Regions from separate parts of the Mus musculus genome. Here regions 2, 3, 4 and 5 are each linked to region 1. A link is a contact called in public Hi-C, HiChIP or PLAC-seq and promoter capture Hi-C data. All regions are on one chromosome and are shown on one strand. Each heading gives the region's core, a stretch centred on a gene start, on an enhancer-like site or on the middle of the called end of the contact. The rest is flanking DNA. Distances are from core to core; before and after follow the strand shown.

Evidence for each region. Promoter capture Hi-C pulls out the DNA fragments that hold promoters and counts their contacts. A called contact is a pair of places that touch in the nucleus more often than the background predicts. HiChIP or PLAC-seq counts read pairs in DNA pulled down with a chosen protein or histone mark.
Region 2: an H3K27ac HiChIP or PLAC-seq map of embryonic fibroblasts shows a contact between it and region 1, with 17 times the contacts expected there. The contact joins the enhancer-like site here to the promoter of Snai2 in region 1. A contact is called at or near these places in 14 of 39 promoter capture datasets (the 3T3-L1 cell line, the SN4741 cell line, cancer-associated fibroblasts and 8 more), 2 of 15 datasets of contacts at CTCF or cohesin (the NIH/3T3 cell line and stem cell-derived epiblast-like cells), 16 of 484 Hi-C or Micro-C datasets (the 3T3-L1 cell line, 3T3-L1-derived adipocytes, the C2C12 cell line and 8 more), 18 of 115 datasets of contacts at active chromatin or transcription factors (the NIH/3T3 cell line, cardiomyocytes, craniofacial prominence and 9 more) and 2 of 9 other capture datasets (adipose tissue and pancreatic islet).
Region 3: a contact with region 1 is called in a promoter capture Hi-C map of cranial neural crest, with 6 times the contacts expected there. The contact joins the enhancer-like site here to the promoter of Snai2 in region 1. A contact is called at or near these places in 9 of 39 promoter capture datasets (HPC-7-derived erythroid cells, cranial neural crest, embryonic stem cells and 5 more), 3 of 115 datasets of contacts at active chromatin or transcription factors (embryonic limb bud, embryonic stem cells and kidney) and 2 of 9 other capture datasets (adipose tissue and embryonic stem cells).
Region 4: a contact with region 1 is called in a Hi-C map of epidermal suprabasal cells, with 5 times the contacts expected there. The contact joins the enhancer-like site here to the promoter of Snai2 in region 1. A contact is called at or near these places in 27 of 39 promoter capture datasets (the 3T3-L1 cell line, 3T3-L1-derived adipocytes, the C10 cell line and 15 more), 8 of 15 datasets of contacts at CTCF or cohesin (the NIH/3T3 cell line, embryonic stem cells, large pre-B cells and 3 more), 43 of 484 Hi-C or Micro-C datasets (the 3T3-L1 cell line, the C10 cell line, the C2C12 cell line and 19 more), 19 of 115 datasets of contacts at active chromatin or transcription factors (astrocytes, cardiomyocytes, craniofacial prominence and 8 more) and 4 of 9 other capture datasets (adipose tissue, embryonic stem cells, liver and 1 more).
Region 5: a FOXA1 HiChIP or PLAC-seq map of pancreatic cancer cells shows a contact between it and region 1. The contact joins the enhancer-like site here to the promoter of Snai2 in region 1. A contact is called at or near these places in 2 of 39 promoter capture datasets (both in embryonic stem cells), 1 of 15 datasets of contacts at CTCF or cohesin (embryonic stem cells) and 2 of 115 datasets of contacts at active chromatin or transcription factors (embryonic stem cells and pancreatic cancer cells).

What each region holds. Positions count from the first base shown.
Region 1 is chr16:14,704,421-14,707,120 of GRCm38.p6, reverse strand. Snai2 (snail family zinc finger 2) reads right to left here and starts at 1,269. Exons shown (of 3, transcript NM_011415.3): 1 at 1,069-1,269; 2 at 1-410. The coding sequence starts at 1,147.
Region 2 is chr16:15,084,111-15,086,810 of GRCm38.p6, reverse strand. It overlaps the pseudogene Gm46561. Among named protein-coding and RNA genes, the nearest start is that of Gm41423, 29 kb to the left of the region's middle. RefSeq lists an enhancer at 1,103-2,219. Within about 2 kb of position 1,415, at least 109 of the 459 cell types and tissues checked have an H3K27ac peak or open chromatin away from gene starts, as enhancers often do. A contact at or near this core is called in 3T3-L1-derived adipocytes, the C2C12 cell line, the NIH/3T3 cell line and 15 more, where this site is marked.
Region 3 is chr16:15,014,025-15,016,724 of GRCm38.p6, reverse strand. It overlaps the pseudogene Gm46561. Among named protein-coding and RNA genes, the nearest start is that of Gm33696, 74 kb to the right of the region's middle. Within about 2 kb of position 1,369, at least 6 of the 459 cell types and tissues checked have an H3K27ac peak or open chromatin away from gene starts, as enhancers often do.
Region 4 is chr16:15,117,470-15,120,169 of GRCm38.p6, reverse strand. No RefSeq gene overlaps it. Among named protein-coding and RNA genes, the nearest start is that of Gm41423, 4.6 kb to the right of the region's middle. Within about 2 kb of position 1,284, at least 2 of the 459 cell types and tissues checked have an H3K27ac peak or open chromatin away from gene starts, as enhancers often do.
Region 5 is chr16:14,236,154-14,238,853 of GRCm38.p6, reverse strand. It overlaps Myh11 (myosin, heavy polypeptide 11, smooth muscle), which reads left to right. Exons shown (of 41, transcript NM_001161775.1): 10 at 2,390-2,485. Among named protein-coding and RNA genes, the nearest start is that of Myh11, 54 kb to the left of the region's middle. Within about 2 kb of position 1,388, at least 10 of the 459 cell types and tissues checked have an H3K27ac peak or open chromatin away from gene starts, as enhancers often do. A contact at or near this core is called in pancreatic cancer cells, where this site is marked.

The sequences.
Region 1 (2,700 bases), core at 20-2,519:
CTTGCAGCTGAACGATTTCCTAGACTGGGCATCACAGTGCAGCTGCTTGTGTTTGGCCAGCCCAGAGAACGTAGAATAGGTCTTATTGCATAAATTGCACTGAAACTTCTCAGCTTCGATGGCATGGGGGTCTGAAAGCTTGGGCTGCAGTCTCTCCTCTTCGTCACTAATGGGACTTTCTGAACCACTGTGATCCTTGGATGAAGTGTCAGAGGAAGGCGGGGGACTTACACGCCCCAAGGATGAGGAGTATCCAGTAAGAGGAGAAAGGCCACTGGGTAAAGGAGAGTGGAGTGGAGCTGCCGACGATGTCCATACAGTAATAGGGCTGTATGCTCCCGAGGTGAGGATCTCTGGTTTTGGTATGACAGGTATAGGGTAACTTTCATAGAGATATGGGGAAATAATAACTGGAAGAAAGAAAAGGAAGGAAAGAAAAAATTAAGGCAAAATATTTTTAAAATATATGTACACAGTCTGAGAGAGACCATAACAACATGCAGGAGACTCCATAGGAGACTCTCTAGTGAAGACAGCCTTACTCACAGGACACACATAAAGTCTTCCCTTCACCTGGGCTTACTGTCCTCGTGCAGGCTGACAGTTGCCCTGACTAACCTTCATTCTGGACTAGCCTTGCTGTCCCAATTTAGAACGAAGAACTAGACACTATATTAAAACTTTTTATAAAGTTGCTTTTCATTTTATGCGTGGGCTGTTCTAGCTGTACCGTGCCTGTGGCGGGTAATGGCATGCACGAATCCAGCTGCTTTCCCAAGTGCTTGGCTTCAGGAGATTGCTGCTCAGGCGAGGGGAAGGGTGCGATCACGTCCGTGCACTCCTTTTGCGTACACACAGGCTCAGAGAACTATACTGCCCGACCGGAAGGAAGCTTTCCTTGTCAGCAAAGATCTCAAAGGTTTTGAATTAAAACTTAACCTAAGTAATCAAGAGACTGCAAGGACAGTTTTGGCACAGCATTAAAAGGAAAGCGGCCCGGTGTGTTCTCTGAGTCAAGCAATAGAACCGCGGTTTACTCGCGCACAGATTTACAGAGGCGATTTTTACCTGTGTGTGTGTCCAGTTCGCTGTAGTTGGGCTTCTTGGAGGCGTTGAAATGTTTCTTGACCAGGAAGGAGCGCGGCATGGTGGCTGCGGGCGGGCGCGGGCGGATAACGGTCCAGGCGGCGGTCCTATAGCATCGCGGTGGCTCAGGTGCGGCGGGGGACAGGCAGGCGCCTCTGAAGTCACCCGGCTCCCTGCCCGACTGAGCTCCTCTGGGCGGGGAGGCGCCTTCTCCGTTGCTTTTTCTAGAAGTAACCAATCACAGCCAAGAGGTTCAGATTTCAGCTCCTCCTTCTGGAACAGCTGTGAATAGAGGAAGACTCTGTTGTCAGACTAAATTTTTCTGGTTCAAAATGGGCTGCTCATGGCATTTCAGTGGAGGCTCAAAATACATTAAATGTTTTCAAGAAAGGAAATCTCGGTTCTTGAGCACTGGGGAAACGTGTTTCCGCTAGGTGACCTACGGCGACTTGGCTTCCAGATGTGGGCAGTGCCTGGCAAGGCGAGGGCGGGAAGGAAGGGCGGCCCTCCGGACTGGGACCGCGCAGCCCCTAGTGGCCAGAGAGTCTATATTTGGAAGTTGCGTCTGGAGGGGGGTTATTGCACACAAGCAGCTGTAGGCTCTGGCTTTTGGGAAAGGAAGGTAAAGGCTCCCCGCAGCTGCCACAGCAGGTCTAGGGCGGCGTGCCAGAAAGTTAACTTGCTGATCGCTGCGTTAGACACTTGAAAGTAAAGCCTTACAGCCTACCCCAGGAACTGGAAGAGTGTAAAGATAAAAGGGAAGGCTGGTGCAGACTCCGACAATAGGCAAACTCTGGAAGAAGTATGGAAAGTTCTGATGAAGACATGTGACAAGACTTCCTCCCTTTGTAGCGCATGGTATTTTAGAGAAAGAAAAAAAAATATGAATCTCTACTGACAATTCTTAGTGTCTGCCGTTACTTAGTGGTGTTTTCTTTAGTCTTCAAAAGCCTCCCCCTTCCTCACGCCACATCCCTGGTTTGCATTAAAAGATGGGGTAAAGGATTCTTTTGCCAAGTTCTTTGACTGGCAGTTTAGGTAGTCCAGTAGCCAGCCGGTCACTTCACTTGCATTTGCACATAGGGGTAGGTGTAAAAATACTCCGAAGTGATTCATTTTAAAAGTGCAGTTTTCACTGTGCCCACAGGCAACTCTGTTTATTTCAATGTTACCCTGACTCTTCCCAACAAAATTGCAGAATCCAATTCCCCCACCTCCCCACCCCAAGACAACTAACTTTTTTTTCGTAACAGGTGCTGGAAGAAAACAGCGGAAACAGAATACCACCAGCGATGTTGAGACTTGCAAGAGAAAAGTGCATTGTCAAGCAGCATAACTTCTTAATCTGGGGATGAGAAAACGGGCGTGTGAGCGGGGGAGGGGGAAACCCGCAGACTTCCTGGGTTAATTTCAATGATTCCTCTTTCTCTTTACAATAGTCACTGATTTCAATGTCAAATACAGAAAGATATTTATATGAATCCTTAAACTAAGGGAACTGAATCTGCAGGTGACAAGAAAACAAGAAAATGTATTAGATTTCTTTCTAAGCTACCATGAGTATGGATCAGAGCTGGAGTCTGAGTTGACCTATTTCTAGTGGGTTTGCTCAGA
Region 2 (2,700 bases), core at 166-2,665, 380 kb before region 1:
CCTCCTGACTCAGAGTCGGGGACTGAGATCACTTAGGGCTGAAGAGGCCTGCCTGGCTCCAAGGCTGCTTGTTCCCAGTCCTGTTGCTGAAATAAATAGATCTGTAGCAAGCAACTTTTGCCTCTGTTCCCGGAGGACTAGATCCAGCTTCCTAGCAACCTGTTCCCACCACACCCAAGGAAATTCAACTACTATCCCAGTTCCTCTTTGAAAGAAAGAGCGCAAGTCTTTGGATGAACTTTATAGTTGCCGTATACCATATTTTTGTGGGTATTGAAATAGGTCAACATAGTTAAGAATGGGAAGGCTCAACCAGATCTGTGATGCTGTATGTTCTTAGATTCTTTTTTTTTTAAGATTTATTTTATGTATATGAGTACACTGTAGCTCTGTACAGATGGTTGTGAGCCTTCATGTGGTTGTTGAGAATTCTATTTTGTAGGACCTCACTCATTCCAATCTGCCCTGCTCGCTCCGGTCAACCCCACTCACTCCAGCCCAAATATTTATTTATTATTATAAATAAGTACACTGTAGCTGTCTTCTGATGATAGCTGTCTTCTGATGGTAGCTGTCTTCTGATGCGCCAGAAGAAGGTGTCAGATCTCATGAAGGGTGGTTGTGAGCCACCACATGGTTGCTGGGATTTGAACTCAGGACCTTCGGAAGAGCAGTCAGTGTTCTTAACTGCTGAGCCATCTCATCAGTCCATGGTCTTAGATTCTTGAGTCTGACTAAAAAGCTGACAGATGGGGAAACAAAGAGAGAGAGAGAGAGAGAGAGAGAGAGAGAGAGAGAGAGAGAGAGAGAGAGAGAGAGAGAGGAGCCACCCAAAACAAAAATAAAGTAGTAACAAAAATCAATCATGAAACATCAAAATTACTGTAAAACTAAAAACACTTCGAGCAAGCATGGCACAGACAGACTGCTTGAGCTAGGGGGTGGTTGGTAGAAGTCTAGGGTTGTAAAAAAAATGGTTCCTGTCTTCTTTTTATTACGACTCAGCTAGTAACAACTGTGTAGGCGGCAGGAGATCAGAAATAAATGTCTGACTTGGATTTTGCACAACTGGGTTCTGCTCCAAAGCGCACTGCCTGCCCACTGACCCAGCTCAAGTTTTATAGGGACAGCAAATAGGTATAGTTTGGGAAATCTCAGCCCCTCCTCCTGAAGGTCCGCACCCTGGAACTGGCTGGTTTGCAGGTTGCTCCTGATTAGAAAGCCGCCAGCTGTTCTGCTTCCCAATTCAATTCCGAGAACACCACAAAAACTTCATCTAGTTTCTTCTCTTTCCCCCCCCCCCGGGGCGATTTCTTCTTTGATTTCTTCTCCTCCCTCCTCTTTCTCTTTCTCTTGTTTTTACAGTCTCCTGGTAATGACTAATTGGCGGTGTTTCCCAACTTTTTTATGTTTCTCTTGCTCTTGTTACAAGCGGTACTAACCCCGTGATATCCACAGGGACCTATAGACAGCCAACATTTCCAAATGATATACAGCGTTCTCCTTTCTTTCAAAGTGTAAAACATTTACAAGGAAATGTACAAATGTATTAGGCACATTTCCCGGGTCGGTCATTAGCGCGCCTCTCTGAGCCGGGGTGCGCTGCCCTTCCCCCTCGCCCCTGTTTCCCCCCTTTCCCCGCCACGGTCCCCTCTGGATCGCGCGTTTCCGCGTGCCAGCGGGGCGGCCCGCGAGACCGCAATTGCTCTGGCCGGGATTGACGAGCCTCGGATGCCCATTTACTGCGCGAGGCAGCCACTCTGGAGCCGCGGCACATCTGGATGGAGTCAGCCGCCGAGCGCCAGGGGCCAGCGCAGCGCGGCGGCGAGCGCGAGGGAGGCCGGCTCCCGGGCCGCCTCCGCGCTGCCCCGGTGCGCCCAGGCTGGATTTCCTGATGTAAACAGATTGGCCCTGCTGGAAAATAACCGCTCTGCTCCCCATGTCACTGAGCGTGCTTTATCTGCTCAGGGTCAGCACTGTGACTTAGAAAAACAGAAGCTTTGCTTTAGATTTAAACAGCTCCAAAGCCACAGCTCATCTCTGCTGGGCCGGGAAGGGGAGGCTTGGCAACCCAGCTCCTGCCTTTGTGTTTACTTGTTCCAGTTTCTGGTAATTTGGGAGCTAATTTTATTATCTACAGTAGAATTGGAAACAAGATGCTTTTGCAGTTCACGACGCTAAGGGCATGTGTGAATCTCTGTGTAGAAGGTTGGACGTGTCTATTCAGCTGTGGTCCCCAAGCTCTGTGCCCTGGCCCTCCGCTGGTTGTCTCCTGGGGCACAGGGCTTCCTAGGGCGTGGCTGGCCATGGTTTAGGGTTCACCCTGGTTTACCAGAGCTGGGGATCCAATCCTGAGAATGTGAGCCCTTAAAGCCTTTCCCTACAGAACCTCATGAAAGTAGAAATCAGCCAATTGTAAAACCGTGACAAAGACGTTTTGACATGGCCAGTGGAGAGGGAAAATTCAAAATGATGGCAGAGCCTGGACTGTCATCGCCGATAATTAAAATGAAATGTAGATAGATATGTTTCCAGTTCAACAGCAAGCAATTCTAACAGCCATGTCTAGAAACTTCTACTGACAGAATCATCCTGGGATACTGACAGAGCTTCCCTAACAAGCAAGGACTGGTTTTGCAGACTTTAAAAAGAAACTCCGGGGGGAGGGGGGGCAATGTGTGCACCTCTGAGGGCCTAGTT
Region 3 (2,700 bases), core at 120-2,619, 310 kb before region 1:
TCAGATATGGAAGTCCAGGGAATTGTGGTGCCTTGGCTAATCACTTAAAGATACTACTGGGTTATTGGATAAGGGAGCTATGATGGGGGTCTTATAGGCAAGATGAAATAACACTTCAAGAGAACCTCTGTAGATAAGAAGACTGTCTAAGAACCAAGTTCTCAATTCTAGCTGAGTATGTGTCCCATGTGTTCCCTTATTCACTCTCAGCAGGAAACCATAAACCTCTACATCCTAAGTTTAGTGATGGTGTCTCTGCCCCAAGTCATTACTCCTCAGGTCTTCTTGCTTGGTACTCTTGCTATGAAGGGTCTCACTCCCTGTATGTGATTATGGTTACCCCAGCTGTTATCTGAACCTAGCAATGTAATGCCTGACACATAGTGCATGCCTGCCGAATGGCATCCACACCGCAGTACTTCATAGGTGTTAGCTTATTTATATCATCAACACAATGTGTAGTAGCACTACCTTTACCCCCATTCCACTAGGTTTGATACCAAGTTAGTTTAGCTAACTTGCTGACCATCTCAGTCTAAACATGAGGTAGCAATTCCTTAAGATTGGTGACAAACTTCAGTGTTTCTCTTTTCTGTTAAAACAGGCAGAGGCAATACTAGTTATGAGAAGTTTGAGAAAAAATAAGAGTGGTGACAGGTGTGTGGTTCTTTCCCACAAGCCAGTTCAAGGATTCACTGTAGATTATCATTTCTGTTGGTTAGGACTGTCATTCAAGTCATGATGCTCATAGCCACTGAAGTTAGAGTGCAGCTTTTTATATCCCTTTTCTCACTCCTTTCTTTCCTGGAGTGAAAAATTTTTAGTCTTGAGTTCAACCCTAAGGTACCCAAAGATCAGGCTGGATACTTGCAGTATTATGTACAGGAAAAGGTGGGGCCTTGAATTTGGACTGGGGGAGATGTCTATATAGGTCTATGTAGCTGATGGGCCTTCACTGGACCAGGAGGACAGCTGCTGTAATTAAGGGCAGGCTTTCAAATGTTTAATTTTATGAACTCCTAGAAAGCTTTGACCTCCCACAAAGGCTGTCTTTTGAGTACAGCTTTTCACTGTTACACGGGCATTATTATTACTTTGCTGTGTGGTGGCTGGATATCCTGTGTCAATGTCCTCTCAGCTAGTATGGAGCAGAAGCTCCCTTATCCAATTAATTAATTAATTAATTAATTAATTAACTAATTAATGGGTGAGATGAAGAAAGGTCTTGTGGGATCAGTGTAAACATGCATCACTAAGTACTGTAGTTCTGTCCCTGCATTAACAGTGAATATACCCATATTGGAGTATGCATACTATGGGAGATGTCTGTAGATGGTGATATCCATGTGTTGTCTACTTAACAAAGAGTACAGTGATCCCACAGAAAGGTGTCCTGGCCAGCGACAGCCAGTTTTCACACAGCAGAAGATCTTATTGCTTAAAAACATATACTTCATTGATTTTCACACGACTTGAAGTTTACTTTCTCAGTTTAGATCTGAAGGGTCACTATAACCTACTGATGACTTTAGAAAAAACCAGTTTTTGTCAGAAATAGATGAGGTAGACAGCTGACCAGGAGAGCAGTGCAGCACAGGTCCGGCCAGCAGAGATTCTGCATTGCACAGAGTGAGAGGAACTCACCTCATTCTAGTGTCACATCCCGAGAAAGACTGACTAACTTGCTCTACAAACAATAGATTCACCGACTTCTGTAACAGTGCTGTGACCCCAGAACACAGTGAGTAGGAATGTATAGCACACTCCTCAGCCATCAAGCATCCACAGTGATTATAGAAATAGTGGTGGTGAATCTCAATTACTTCCACATTGCCTGGCCCTCTTCCAGGACTACCCCTACCCCCTGCCATTCCTTGACTGCCATTCTATCCTTTTCATATTCCATCCCTGTGGGGCTTCAAAAATACTCAGGCAAATGCACAGATATGAAATTTGGAATTGGCATTTTCACCACAATTATCTCTCAGTTAAACATCACTTTGTGAGACTCAACGGCTTCAGAGAGGACATTGGTGAAGGTATTATGTAGATAGATTTTTTTAATCTTTAATATCCATTGTTCTGCAGAATATAAATAAAGCTATAGCTTTTTCATCCCACCATCCTTCTAGATTCCTTCTCCTCAAATAATTCCATACTTCTGATTCTTTAAATCTAAAGAAAGTAGAATTCAGGTTACTTTTCATATTTTGCAATCTCAGTTTAAATTCAAGCTGTGACAATGGCAGGAAGGGGGTATGTTGGATATGAAACCTTGGCTCCTAAGAGTGAAAGAATCACCTAACACTAAAATTCCAGCAAAGTATAAGGTTTAGAGAAATAACTACAATCTGTTGTTCTACTGCATGAGCCCATAACAACGTACTGTTCACATGGAAAGCAATACGGCTATATGGAAGGAGACCCTGTGCCTTGCCTTGTTTCCCCTTTGAAGCCTGAGCTCTTCTTTTGGGGCTCAACAGCCTTGGACAAGGGACTTACCTAGGTGTTTCACCTGCCTTATATTTTAATAGGTATTATAATAATACCAGCCTTATACTGTCATGTGTGAGAATTTAAAAAGCAAATTTATGAAGACTATTAGGAAAATATCTAGCACGTAGTATGTGCAATAAAAAATGCTCCCAATCCTATTTATCATCAATGCTATTTTGTTTTAGTTTGTCCTTGATGCTTATC
Region 4 (2,700 bases), core at 35-2,534, 410 kb before region 1:
CTCACGAGTCTCTTCCTCAAAGTGTGATGAGTCCTATGCCTCTCTCATGGCAGAATTCCTTCTTCCTCTCCCCTGTGTTTCTTGCCCAGGAATCCTAAAAGTCCCTCCTCTTTCATTCTGTCCAGCCATTGGCCATTGGCAACTTTATTTCCCATTCAGAACCACCTGGGGGCAGGCTTCCTTTAACCTATGTAGAAGACACTGTAAACAGATTTTTTTTTTTTTTTTTTGAGTAACACAATTAGCATGAGAACACAAGCTGCTATAGGTGTGACCATATTCAAAGTTGGCAAGGATGATTGGCAGGTATAATTTGGGATACTTCTTGTATTTCAGCTGGTCTTTAAAGATTCAATAACTAAAGCATTCTGTGTTATTTGCTTGTGGTATTTTGTATCTCCTATCAAATCTTACCTGGGTAAAGAAATTCATGAATCTATGTATGAAAAGGCTAATAGGAATATTTTGAAATTTTTGCAGCTTAGAGTTCCCTTTTCCTAAAAATGAAGACTTTTCTAGCTCATTGGTTAATAAATAGCATTCGTTAAACAGTTGAAAAAAACTTAGCTACGTAAATTATTTTCCTTTAAGAGGTACTTGCCAGTTCAGCTTTTAATTTAAACCTGTTCTTCAAGATATCAATGATTAGACTCAAAAAAAAATATTGAAAGGTATTTGTAGTTTTTAATTAATACAAGTTAATTAAATAATTGAATCGTATTCAGGGGCTGACAGTGATTGCCCAACAACCTTAATCCCAGCACTGGAGAAAAAGATGTAAGGGATCCCCTGGGTCCAGAGTCAGCTTAGTCTACAAAGCAAGTTTCAGGTCATCCAGGGTTACATAGTGAAACCCTGTCTCAAAACACAAGCAAAAAACCAAACTAACTAAAGGAATAAAAACAAACAAAACAAAACAAAACAAAACAATTCATTGTTTTATTCATGTGGCAGTTCCTTTTGTTGGCCCTGAAATGAAACTCTGATCTTCATGCTTGTGCAGCAATACTCTTACCTATATCTGTACTGTTCAACTATACAATCTTGAGTATAGTGTTCAGTCTACTGTATCTTAGTTCTTTGTGTAGAAGATCAGCGTAATGAGAAACCCTAACTGAAGATTTGTTTCTCTGAGTAGTAAATTTTGCAATCCATGTGCTGCATTGAGGATTTTTCCTAGCAAACATCAACGGGCTTATTTAAGCAGGGAATGATCTTTAGGAAAGAAACCACAGCACAGTTTAAAAAGTACATTTAAAAAGACCAGGACCAGAAGAATCAGAACCAGACACACAACTTCTCTGAGGCTACAAGAGAAACTTGCTGCTTTGTAAGGGAGCACTTGGACAGATTCAATGGCCCAGATGAAGAGCCAGCAAGATACCGTGATGATTCTAATGCCGAGCTACTCATCAGTGGAAAATTTTCAGGAAGGTCATCCCAGTGTGTTCATCCCAGACTGTTCATGGTGGCTTTCTATAAATTGTTTTTTACAATACCTGCCTGAAAAGGTGGAACTATATAAAAAAAACTCTTCTGACTGGAGTGTAATGATTCGTGCTCAACATATGATCATAGACTTAATTAGAGAATAGTATACTGTAGGGTTGTAGGTCCGTGTTCACTCTACCACAAGGCACAGACAGGGGAAGTTTGACTGTGTTTATCCCATGCTGATGCCCTGGTGAGTTTTGGTGCTATAGGGAACCTCTGAAACACCTCTCAAGGGGTGGGAAAGTACCGTCTCAGATGTGGGAAAGTAGGAGCTGGTTCGGGGGTCCCTGAGCCTGTGACAAGGCTGGAGCTGAGGATGTTCTCAGATTCTTGGACATCCAGGTGCTGCCAGGAGTCACAAAAGAGCAGAGAATGAAATCAGGACCCATAGGCTGGGGACCGCATCTAGCCTGAGGCTGCAAGGGGAAAGGGGAGCTCCAACTTGTCCCAGAAGAGATGATTGTCTTTAGCTTGGCAGTTGCAGTCTTGGTGGCAGCTGTGGCTGAGAGCTCAGAGAGACCTTCTATAGGAGATTATGCTGTGATTCTGTAGGCAAAGGCCTTCTTCATGGCTCCTCATGGCAGATCTTGATAGAAAGAGGCAGTCCATGGTTCTTAACAGTTTATGGTCATGACAGAAAATGGATGTGTAAAACCATACCCCACTTCTTAGGGTGGGCCTGAGGTTAAATACCTTTTTCAGGGAGGAATATCTGGGAAGGGAAGCTTATTGGCTAAACACTCTGGACCTCTAGGTACTTCATTAGCATGGAGAACTCTGTTTTGGGCCTACATGACCACAAGTCACATCTCTTTTATGTGAGAACCATTGCACGTGTTCCCAGTCAGGAGTCTGGTGCCCACCAAGTCTCAGGGTCTTGACCTGCTCTACCTTACCAAACTTCCATAACACAGAAAGCAGCATTTACATGTTGATACTTTGTATTCTAAGTGTTGCAGAAGTGATCTTAAACTTAGAGCAATGTTTCTCAACCTGTGGGCCACCACTCCTTTGGGAGTTGTATATCGGATATCCTGCATATGAGATATTTACATTACAATTAACAACAGTAGCAAAGTTACAGTTATAAAGTAACAACCATTCTGGAAATCCATCTAGCAGTTTCTCAGAAAATAAAAAATAGATTTACCTGAAGATCCAGCTGTATCACTCTTAGGTATATACCCAAAAGATACCTCACCATAC
Region 5 (2,700 bases), core at 139-2,638, 470 kb after region 1:
TTATGGAGGATAGCCCAAAATCAAACCAATCAGTCCAGCATTGGAAGACTCAGACATGCTGGCTGCAGGTTCTAGGTTCTCGGGACTTAGAATTTCTCTTAAAAGCTGGTTTCTGGTCCTCCGTTGTTCAACACCACAGTACCTATTAGGCTGTAGTTTTCTTGACAACAAATGCAGTTTGTTACAGCCTTCGGGTTTGTAGCCACAGTGTAGATGGGGCTCGCTATTATTGCCCTGAATAGTGGTATCTCACTAGCTTGTGTTGGTGGGCTTAGGTGAGTGTGTGCGTTCCATGGTTACCTATGATGTTAGGAACACAGGACAGAGAGGTATAGGTGCTAAGAGCAGGCTCTTAGGGCTGAACACAGACACATCAGACCTGAATAAGGTGATGCAGGGTCTGCAAGGCTCTTCCCGGGAACTCAGCTGTGTTGACGAACTGATACTTGATGATAATCATTCCACAGTTGGCTCTGGAGCCCATTCACCCCCTGCTGGCTTCAGTGCTGTGGCTCCAGAGACACTTCCTTCTGGCTCAGACCAACTCCAGCATTCAGAATTAACTAGGGCAGGACTATGGTAAACTGGCCTCCCTTTCCACACCCTCTGGGGTCCCAGAAATATCCAGTTGCTACAGTGAGGACTATAGGATAGGCTGGTCCGTATAGAATAAATAGCCTATGGTCCAGAAAAAGAAAGTTCTAGGAGCTACATAGCAAGCTCAAGCAGACAGGCGTATAGACTAAGACCGTGTCTCAGAGACAAAATTAAACAAGCAAACCACTCATGGAGGCATACACCTTTAATCTCAGGACCACACAAGCAGAGTCAGAAGATTCTCTGTGAGTTCCAGGCCAGCCAGGGCTACACAGAGAAAATTTGTCTGAAAAACAAAACCAAAATAACAACAACAATGCAAACAAATGAAAACAGAAGAAAGCCAGGTGGTGGTAATGCACGCCTTTGATCCCAGCACTTGGGAGGCAATGGCAGGCAGATCTCTGAGTGTGAGGCTAGTGTGGTCTACAAAGAAAGTTCCAAGATAGCTAGGGATGTACATAAAAAACCCTGTTTCAAAAACAAAAATAGAAAAAGAAAATATCAAGGAAGACTTAAATCAGTGATGGAACATATAGGAACCAAATGGAGCAAGGGTTATCCCGATTGCCTTCTGTGGTGGTACATGCCTGTAAACAGCACCTGGAAGGGTGAGGCAGGAGGATTGATCTTAAGGTCAGCCTGAGCTAAGCAATGAGATCTGTCTGAACGTAGGGAAATACGCCAACAATCAATGCCCACAAGATAAACCAACATTTCCAGCTGCAGAGGTGGGCACTGCTGCCATCTACTGGTGAGTGATGGGGGTGCTGCTAAACATCTGTGGATGTACTGGACTGCTTTCTGCCCAAGAATTTCTACTGAATCAGCAAGGCTGAGCTGGCGTTAGACGGCGCACCCTCCCTCTGCAGGCACTTTGGCAATACCTAGCTTAGAGTTGTACTTTTGAGCACCTCTAGGCCAGCATATCCTAGTTCACAAAGTTCCTTTTGTGGGTGTTAGTAGGAAAGAGAACACCCTTGGCAGTGCCTTGTCTGTAACAGCTTCACAGTGAAGAGGAGTGGGGGTGGGAGTGGGTTGGTACATTAGCAACTGAATCTTTCTCCTCTTGACTATGTCTGGGCTTGTGGTATGAGGTCATCTGCTGTGAAGGAGACAAAACCCATGGTTTGGCCTGGGGACCAAAGGAAGATGGAGTTTCTAGGCTTTGTTACTAGGACATGATAACTTCTTGGTGACTGACTCCACAGTTCAAGTAGGTCTATTGGCAATCATCAAACACACCCTCTGCTCCTCCAGATATTCTTTACCTACCCATCTCTATCCATCCTCTATTTATCCACCCATTTACTCTATCCATTCATCTTTAATCCATCCATTTATGCATCTTTCATTCATTCATTTATCCATCTCTGCTCAGGTATCCATCCTCCATCCATTTATCCATCTATGCATCCATCCTCCATCCTCCTCCATCACTCCTACATCCACCCACCATCCATCCTCCATCCATTCATTCTTTCATGTATAATAGTCAGTGAGCTATATTTGGCCCATGACTGGAGCTTACAAGTCCCTGCTGCATAAAGAAATCCCATGTGATACAAGGTTTTCCAGCAACTTCCTGGCAATACTCATTTCCCACATTCGAGCATCTTCTTCTGTAAGTCAGGGAGTCAGACAATCTTGTCCAGACATGAGAACTCAGAACTCGGTCTACAGAGGGATGCCGCTGCTTGACTCTTAGTGTCCAGTGATGATTAGATTGATGGCTTTCAAAATACTTTGGCTGCTACTGACTAACCAATCCACTCTTCTCTCCCTACTTCAGCCATCTTGAAGGTAGTATCATCTGTCCTTCAGCTTGGAAACATTGTCTTCAAGAAGGAGCGAAACACAGACCAGGCATCCATGCCTGATAACACAGGTACTTGTCACTTTTCCCAGTGATGATAGCTTCTGGAATAAAGAAGCAGGTCACACTCAGGCACTGGTGGTATAGATGTCCTCCTTATCTATGGCTACACATGGCAGTCAGCTGTGGTCTAAAAGTACAAGTCAACACAAGGAGAGAGTATGACAGAGAACAGCCACCTTTGTGTGACTTTTATTATAATACACTGTTACAATTATGTCATTTGT